2 separate regions of the Mus musculus genome follow, and region 2 is linked to region 1. A link is a contact called in public Hi-C data. All regions are on one chromosome and are shown on one strand. Each heading gives the region's core, a stretch centred on a gene start, on an enhancer-like site or on the middle of the called end of the contact. The rest is flanking DNA. Distances are from core to core; before and after follow the strand shown.

Region 1 (4,723 bases), core at 438-2,937:
GGAGAAAAAGCATATTCTCACAGGGGTTCTTAGGCTGCTCTTTAATTGCAGTGATGCTGTTATTTCTCATAATGCCTAATTGTGGCATGGATTAATAATGTGCCTGTGGCCGATAATACAACACAGCCCACTATGATTTCCATCAGCCATATTTCCCCTTCTTGCTTTATTGTCTTGTAGACAACCCTTTTCTTCCAAGGAGCCACTTTTACTTTAGTAACTTGGGACTTGGGGAGGGGAGTTGAATTTTAGTAGGAAGATACAGGTTACTTCTAGAAATATAGAAGCATAATTATGTAACATGGTGCTGAAATAAGTTACGGTATTAAGAATACAGAAATGGAAGCCAGAAGACGAGCTTGCCCATCTGACTTACCAAGTAGTTGTGCAATGTAACAACTCACTTAACATTTCAGGGCCTCACCTTTCTCTTCCGTAAAATGACAGAATTTGATTAAATCAATTCTGAAGTCCCCTCTGGTCATAAAATTATAGGAATCTAAGTTAATTGAAAATTGATGGTACAATTTAGGAGGAAGCTTTCTGAGTATAGAACTTCTAGAAGACATGCTTTTAATTCTTCTCTAACGCAGAAATTAGAGCAAATAACCCAAGAGCTGGAGCAGTGAAGGGCCAAAGCTTCCAATGTGTGAGAAGATAATTTTGTTTTTATACTGTACCCCTGGCCACTGTTTCTGAAAAAAAAAATAGAATGTGATTATCTTTGACCTTAGGCTAAATTGGCATTCCTTATATTGCATAAGATACAATAATGCTGATTGGTGTGTAGTATAGTATACATGTCACACAGACATAATTCTGGTGTGTACATGTGTTACAGCACACACTTTACACAAATATAGCAATGGTGATGAAGTTCCTATAGTCCACAGTCCACAGATGAAACTAATATATATGTATGTTATATTATATATATATATATATACATACATACACACACACACACACACACACACACACACACACACACATATATATATATATATATATATATATATATCACTCATAGTAATAATGCTTATGTGTCTTGGACACACAACACAGATGTAATAATGCTGCTCTCGATGAAACTGAAGACCCATCTCATTCTGTTAGAATATTCTTCCATATACATGAAGAAAAACACAGAGCAGTCAAGTGGCCACACCTCATTCTGCCATAAATGTAACAATTCAGAGGCGTTACAAACCCATCTAACTGCAGTCATACAGTATAAGTTGAACTGAAGCAAGGGTTTTACAGGAGAGAAGCTTCCGTACTTTTCTCTATGCAGCCACCATGGAATTCAGCCTGTGCCTCCAGCCCTGTGATTTGAGGAATTAAAGCAATTTTAGGAGGAGATGTCAAGACCTTTCTTGTTTCTGCAAAGCCATCTTAATCATGCCTGCCTTTTTTCTTCAGGTTGATTTACATAACAGCATGACATTTCATCATTAAGGAAGCAGGTCCCAATCTTCCATGTCTTTTTCTTGGCTTGTCTGGCAAGCAGTTCTCTTTTGCAAGCTATGAAATCCTTAAGGAGGACTTCCTGGCAAGGGAAAAATCCTCAGTCATCCAACAGTCTCTCACTTTTCTATTTTAAATCTTGGCCATGCACATATGGTTGGGCATGTGTGTCTAAAAATTTCTTCTACATTGACTAACTTGAGCTATTTAATAGATTGTGCTGGCCGTGGGCTCCGCAGCAAATCCTGTGATGCTCATCTCCCTCCCTTGGGAAGCAGGAGAAGGCCGCACACATTTGTTTTTGTGCTGTTCTTGTAATCTCTCTCCCTTGCCCTGTTAGAGCATGGAAGTTAATGCGCGCTTCTTTGCCCATTTTCTTGCAATTAACAATGTCCCCGCTCTCCTCCTTCCTGCTGGAAAGAGAGATCCCTAAATACCTTGCTTAATGTCCCAGCCACTCCACCTTCCCTGGGGCTTTGCTGGGGTGTTCTAACTAATTTCTAAGGACAAGAGTGCTGGATGCCATTTCTACCCTTCACTCTGTAAGGCTTGATGGTGTGTGCATGTGTGTGTGTGTGTGTGTGTGTGCGTGCGCGCGCGTGCATGTGCACATTCAAAATGTGACTCAATCCAACCTCAACTTGTTTCTAAAACTTGGAACATCTTAACTTCCAACAGTCTAAAGCACAGGCCTGGGTCCTATTAGGTCCTCAGAAGTAGTACTTAAAATGAATGTGAAGACAAGGCTGCCTTCTGGCAAATTTGCTCCCCCTTTCAGGTTGTGGTGAATTGGGCCCAAAGGACATGGGGAGATGGGGGAAGCATGCACCCTTAGCTGATCTCCAGCTGTGTCTCCTTCAGGCATAAAGCCCAAACCCTACAGTTTTCCCAGCAATTGAACAACTCAGAGAAACTGGCTAAATCATACCCTGTGATGCAAAAAAAATGTTTACCCTGCCAGAAGGTGAACTATACTAACTTCCCAGAGGAAGTCACTCCCCAAGAAGACACAGAACAGCAATAATAAAAACAGCAAGATAATAATCATAGGATCATGGAGATGTTTGTCACAGAGTGCTGTACAAGTTTGCAAAGGCTCCCTTGTCCAGAAGTGACCCGTGTGGTTAGAATCTGAGACCATATTGTCTGGCAGGATCTTAACACTCTCGCTGCTGTTGCAGTGTGACATTATCTTCCTGCTGGAATGGCCCCAGAAACCTTCTTTTTTGTTGAACATTAAGCATGTCCCTTTAAGTTTATTACAATCAGGATGAAGGAATAAAAACCACATGGCTTACATTCAGTAGATCTTCCTCCTCACCAAGAGGACCAGCCCTCAGGTAAAAATGTCAGAAGGGTGTGAGGTAGATGGGGATACTGGGATACTGGGATGCCTTACAGCACACATTGCTTCAAATGTTATACAAAATAATACTGCTACAATAACTGGAAAGAATGTGTGTTTTTTTAGACTCCAGACAAAGAGAAGAGTAAGCATTCATTAAAAGTGCATCTGCATTTTTAACTTTCTCTTTCTAGAAATCACATCAACATGAGATTACATGTACATCTGAATGTCTCGCAAACATGTAGCAACCTAATGGTGATCTTTCCAATGTCACGAGTGCCCCCTCCTTTAGTGGGGTGCTTATATGTCTAAAGGTACCAGGTTACCCTGATTCCAAGAGCTCTGTTTCTTTAAAACTGTGCTTCCTGGCACCACTTTGTAATTAAGTGCTCTCTTCAGCCTGTGCTTTCTGAGAAGTGGTTTTCTTACTCCAGCCTGTGGCCTCCATGTTCCTTCATCTTCAGTTCTCTTTGTTCTTTGAGCATAATTCACTCGGATCTGGGTTTATTACTCACCAAACCCAGATAATCTGCTCAAGGGCATCAGCACCAAGAGCCTCAACAACAATGGGGATCATGTGGGCGTGGCCAACTTGCTTTCCCAAGAGCTGCCTCTCTGCTGTCTTCTGACTCCCTCCAAATCGGGTTGAGTCCCACTGAAGATTTTCCAATACACTGCTTGGAGTTTGTTTGTGAAGAAGAGTTGGTAAGTGTGAGTGGTCCCGAGTGCACCCTAGCTCACAGCCAAGGTTCATGACATCCTCACTGCCCTGGGTATTACTCTTCCCATTTTCAACCTTGACAGTGAGGAGGCTGTCACTACTACTCTTGTATTTCACTCTGTAGGAAACCAAAAGGCACAGCATGACTGCCTAACCTGGCCAGGTTGCACAGTGCAGGAGCACTGTCTAACACAAAAGCCCAGAATATTCTGCTCTGTCTGTTGCCACAGCTGGCTGCACTGTAGCCTACATTTTTTTTTATAGTAGTATCCACTTCTCTTTGACTAACAGGGCAGCAGGGCCTGTGACCAGGTGCACAGGACAGGGTTTTAATTCTTATGTTGATACTCATTACTTGTTATGCTGGACTATGTTGGTGTTTGTCACTTTCTTTATTTTGGTACTTACTAAGAACAAAGACCCAGTCCTTAGGCACAGAAAGTTCTGTTTGCAAAATAAACACATTTGCATTGGGCTTGATGGTACAATACTGATCTCATTGGTCTATTCTTTTATCTAATGAAAACAGACAGCTCATGTGAATAACTGAACACCCTGTAATGTGTATAAATTTGGGTACATCTAGTATATCAGACAACGTAGAGAGTGGTGATATTTGAAAAAGTGACTACTCTTCACTCACATAACAAATATTTGTTGGCCCTAACTGTATACATAGAATTAGTCTAGATGGGGCAGACATAATGAGGCATAAATGAGTTTCCCTTACTTTAGGGAACTGTAGGCTAGTTTGGAAAGATGACAGAGAAGAAAGAACCAGTACACATAAATGTGAAAATAACAAAAAAGTAAACAAAATAACTTTATTACTTCAGAGCAGTTTAAGAATTTCTCTAATCAGGAAGAATGATGGACAGAAAGCTGCCATTTGTTAGGAAGACAAGCTCTTGAATCACGGTACAGTCTTCTCTCTTTCATGTTAGCCACAAGAGCAAAGGAAATGCCATCTCCAGCAAGAATCCTTGTGGCTAAACGAAGGAGAGAAGACAGTACATTCTGTCAAGGGACACTTAAATGAGGAGAGCACATGTATGCAAATGAAGACTTGGAGATACTAGAAGGTATCAAGCTATGTCTACATTAATTTCTTACACAATTAATACACTAATGAAAGGAACTATATCACACTAACACCTTGCATAGTCTTTCATTGCCATTACTTCATT
Region 2 (4,395 bases), core at 825-3,324, 320 kb before region 1:
AAATGGAAATAATAGAAAAGATTACTTTTTTTTCTTACCCATGGACTCCAAATAAAAGGGACATAGCATTAACTCCTAAAATGATTTGCTCTTTGCTTCCATCTGCATATCTGATCTAATTATACTATTAAAAGGCGAAGGCAAAGGGAGACATTAGACTAACAAGTGAAGTTCTTAACTTGCACCAGAAACACGATTTGCTCCATGCTCAGCCTCCTTTTAACAGCTCTTTGCAGCCCTTGATGCACAGCAGGGGGAGTGGCATTGGCCACCCCAAGGCAAAATGGATCAGTGTGCCTCTGTATGGAAAATTGGTCCATGTGTGATTTAGCTTTGAGTTGTGTTGTGTTTCTTATACTAATATAATATTGTTCTAGTGCTTGCCCCTGATTAAAGAAATAACATAAATAAATAATTTATAATTTAATTAATAAGGTATAATATGCAAAGCACAGTAATTTCAAACAGCTTGTAATGTCTCTAATGTACTTTCAATTTTTTATTTTACATAAGGGCTATATTCATTATGTAGTTATGATAAACATACTAATGAATTTTATTACAGGAACAAATTTAAACATGTAAATGAGATCAAATAGTATTAAAATGCAAACGATGGTGAAACTTATTACAAACTAACCTTGCCAATATACATGGAATGATGTTATTTTAAAACTTTGTGAGTTGTATCTCTTAAACAAAGGCATTGTCTTTTACAATGTCCCTGAACATAAGAATTGTGAATTGCCTGCTTTATTCTCACATGAACACCCCAACCAAAAAAAAAAAAAAAAAAAAAAAAAAAAGTTAACAGGAATCTAGGTTTGCGTGTAACTTTGGATGACAATTAAAATCCCTTTTCTTGTTCCAGCGAACAGTAATCTGTGCATAATTACATTCAAATGAGATATTAGCATTTTTTGTGCTTACTCTTTGTTAATTGCAGAGTTCACTCACCATGCTGATGCTTTTGATGGAATCAGGCAACCTTATTGACCTGGTGCCATAAGGTGAGTTGGGAAATTCTAGCATAGTCTTCATTTTTTTTATTTTGGCATTTTAAAGAGTCCTGCTGCTTTTATTACATTCCTGACACTTTTGTTAATAAATCATTGCAAAGTTAATGAAAATTGCATTCAGGCATATCCAAAATAATTGTGTCCTTTGTCATGCTAATAAATTGAAAGCTGTTGATCCAATGGGCGAATGCATGCCTGTTCTGGGGAAGGTTGTAAGCCGGTGCCTGTTGCACTGACTTTCGCCCACATCACCTGTATAAAAGGAAAAGCGGGAAAACAAACGTCAATATGCTTTAGTCTGTATTTTCTAGAGCAATCTAATTAAGTCAGCAAGTGGCTAAATTATATCTACATGGAAATATAGATATATTTGTGTTATGATTTATGAAAGGCTGTTAATATGAATACAAACCAGCAACAGTGTAATACTACACTCATAAAAATAGGAAAACCATGTTTACCTGACCTTTTGGTCATGCCTGGGGATTTTCCACGTTTATATATGACCCACTTGATTTAAAAGTCGCAACTGTAATAACCCCACACTCGTTTCTTAAGTCTTCTTCTACACTAATTCAGAAGCAAAGAGGAGGAATGTGACTTTTTATTTTAAAAAAAAATATTTTTTGGCAAAGCATCAGATCTTTTCCCTCAATAAACCTTAAGTGAGCAAGGAGGTCAGTGTGTATGTCTGGGAGATAAAGCACTGTCATTCACACACAGTGTGAAGCAGAGCTCCCTGCTCCAGGTAAGGAAGAGAACTCAATTCGGAAATACTTATGCTCTTGTTCGATTTCATAAACACACACACACACACACACACACACACACACACACACACGTGTGTGTGTTTTTCAAATTTATCTCAAGGAAGAACTGCAAGTTATTGTTGTCTTGGGAGTTCTTAATTTATGCAGTAGCCCATCATGCTGATTTTAGGTAGGTATTTATTCTGCTATTCAATCAAAAAGCATAGTTTCCATAACAACGGCCACATCAGATGAAACGTACAGCTTGGCATTTGAAATACAGGACTTCTTAGGAGATACGCTTCCTGACATATTGTGTTGAACTTGTGTTCTTTTCATTTTCTTTTAGCTAGCAAGATCTGTGTTTCTATAAAGGACCATCGCAGTTTTGCATAATTATTACAATCCATCTGCACATTTCCAGGATTTATATTAAAGTAATTAAAGCCATTTTGTATTAGTGGTTGCTGTGTGGAACCAGCTTGGATGCAGGATTCTAAAAGTTCCCCCTCGCCTGCTTGCTGCGTTGTAATTTGGAGAACAGAATGTTCCTTAAATGAGGTTTGGGAATACTGCATTTTTTTTCTTTCTTTCCTTTCTTTGCAAAGTAACTTTTTTTTTCCTCCTGTGGAAAATGGAATAAAAGGTTCACCTAGGGACTGGAATTAATGTAGTCCTTCAGCCTAGGGTTAAAAAGAGCAAAATCACAGCCAGCAACATTGTACAAACTCTAATATATTTAGCTTCTTCTATGGAGAAATAATAAGCCTGTGTTTCTAAGGCAACTTTCTCTCAAAGAGCAGCAAGCTATTTAATTTATATGCTCATTTTCCCTGGCGGTATTTGTTCAAGATAAATGAGGACAGGAATTGTTAATTCCATTTTATGGATGGGATGATTGAGGCAGCGACAGATAATGTCATAAAGAGCAGATAATGAAGCTCGTAATGTACTGGGCAAGGATAGACACACGGCAATGAGTAAGAACTAAGATATGTTACATCAAAGCACCGACAGAATGGACTGCAAGTGCGGGGCAGTGTAGTGAAGTTGCTGAGAAACACCGAGTAAATTCTGGAAGCTTGCAAAGGAAAATCTGGAACAGACTCACTCTCTGACCTGGGTCTGAAGCCCCAGTGTCTCTCCAAAGGTTCTTAAAACTTAGGCTGGATTTACAAGTGTTCAGGATTTGTCTCTCAAGAGTTTGGTTATTGCAAGTGGTCCATAGTAGAGAAGAGAGCGAGATTGTCTAGGTAAGTATATAGGAGTTTTCAAAATAAGGATTAATTCACTTAAAAAAAAAAAGAAATAGGGAAACTGTCTCTCAAGTGCAGAGGAGTCTTGGTTTGCTCTGTAGAATACACTCTCTTACATCAACCTCTCTTTGATAGAAGAACAGTGAACAGATAGAGGCATCAAACTCACTCTATGCTAAGGCATGTATCTGCAGACATTTACTGTTGTGCTTGCTCACATGTGGTTTGTAACTCACCATCCTGTGACCACAACATCCATAAATATGCTAGACCATGCCTAACATTTTCTATCACTAACTGAAACAGCTACAAAACTCATGGGCTCTAGACTTCTGGCTCCTTGTGTAACAATGGAGTTGCATAGTGTGGGTGCTCAGAAGGTTTTTGAACAGAAATCAGAGCTTTGCTCACATTTTGTTTGGTGTTTAACATTGATAAATAGGAAGGAAGGAGAAGTCCAACTAGACGTCACCCTCACTGGCGAGGTGGTGTACATGGTCCCAGGAGGAGAGGAGTCTTTACAGTCATCTTGGTTTCTGTTCATATTAGGGGTCATTCAGTTTTTGCAACTGAAAAAGCAACTGTGATGTGAGTTCCACAAACACAGGAGCATAACCTGAAGAGAGCTTTCAAGCGGGAAAGAAGACATTTAGAGGAACAGAATTTAAATTGCACTTTGCAACGTAGCTATTGAAACTATGCAACTCTATGCTAGCAACATATTTTGAAAGTAATTTAAAGAAGTTTTGAATTTATTTTATAGATGTTAGATCCCAGTGAAGTTAGACATGAGTACCAAGCAGAACTGGGGGTAAGGCCATCCAAGATGGAAAGAGGTCAAGTTGAATAAAGCCTGTAAGGTGGGGAAAGGAACAAGAAGGATCATGTGTGCAGGAAATACTTTTGGTACTTTGCTTGCCAAATTGGTTCTAGACACACATTGGCAGCCCCACTATTTTTCTATGGTTCTTGGGGCTTATGCATTGGATTGTATATAGATAGTTCTCCCCAAATAATCCTAGCAGGAAAACACACACACACAAACACACACACACACACACACACACACACACACACACACACACATACACACACTTCTAACATTTCTAGTGAAACTATCAAAATATATCTATACATGTTCACTACTGGCAAAATGCAAAGCAATATGAATAAAGGGCTGGATAAACTTTCTATTAAGGGTAGAGAGAACTCTACTTTGCTCTTTGCTGATATGAAGGAATAAGAATGCCACCAAACTGGAGCAGTGCCTGTTGTTTGAAATATAGAAAGTGAATCGACTTATGTACTCCTCCCTTTCTGGTACTTTGTTTGTCTGATTTTCTAAATAGAGTTTTGCATCCCAAACTGCCA

The links. Hi-C and Micro-C count contacts between places; a contact is called where the count stands out from the background.
Region 2: a contact with region 1 is called in a Hi-C map of cortical neurons, with 2.0 times the contacts expected there. The contact joins two enhancer-like sites. A contact is called at or near these places in 5 of 484 Hi-C or Micro-C datasets (the MC3T3-E1 cell line, cerebral cortex, cortical neurons and 1 more).

Annotation. Positions count from the first base shown.
Region 1 is chr11:25,734,370-25,739,092 of GRCm38.p6, reverse strand. All of the region lies in intron 2 of 5730522E02Rik (RIKEN cDNA 5730522E02 gene), which reads left to right. Among named protein-coding and RNA genes, the nearest start is that of Gm51856, 47 kb to the left of the region's middle. Within about 2 kb of position 1,687, at least 10 of the 459 cell types and tissues checked have an H3K27ac peak or open chromatin away from gene starts, as enhancers often do. A contact at or near this core is called in cortical neurons, where this site is marked.
Region 2 is chr11:26,059,305-26,063,699 of GRCm38.p6, reverse strand. All of the region lies in intron 1 of 5730522E02Rik (RIKEN cDNA 5730522E02 gene), which reads left to right. Among named protein-coding and RNA genes, the nearest start is that of Mir6372, 140 kb to the left of the region's middle. Within about 2 kb of position 2,074, at least 3 of the 459 cell types and tissues checked have an H3K27ac peak or open chromatin away from gene starts, as enhancers often do. A contact at or near this core is called in cortical neurons, where this site is marked.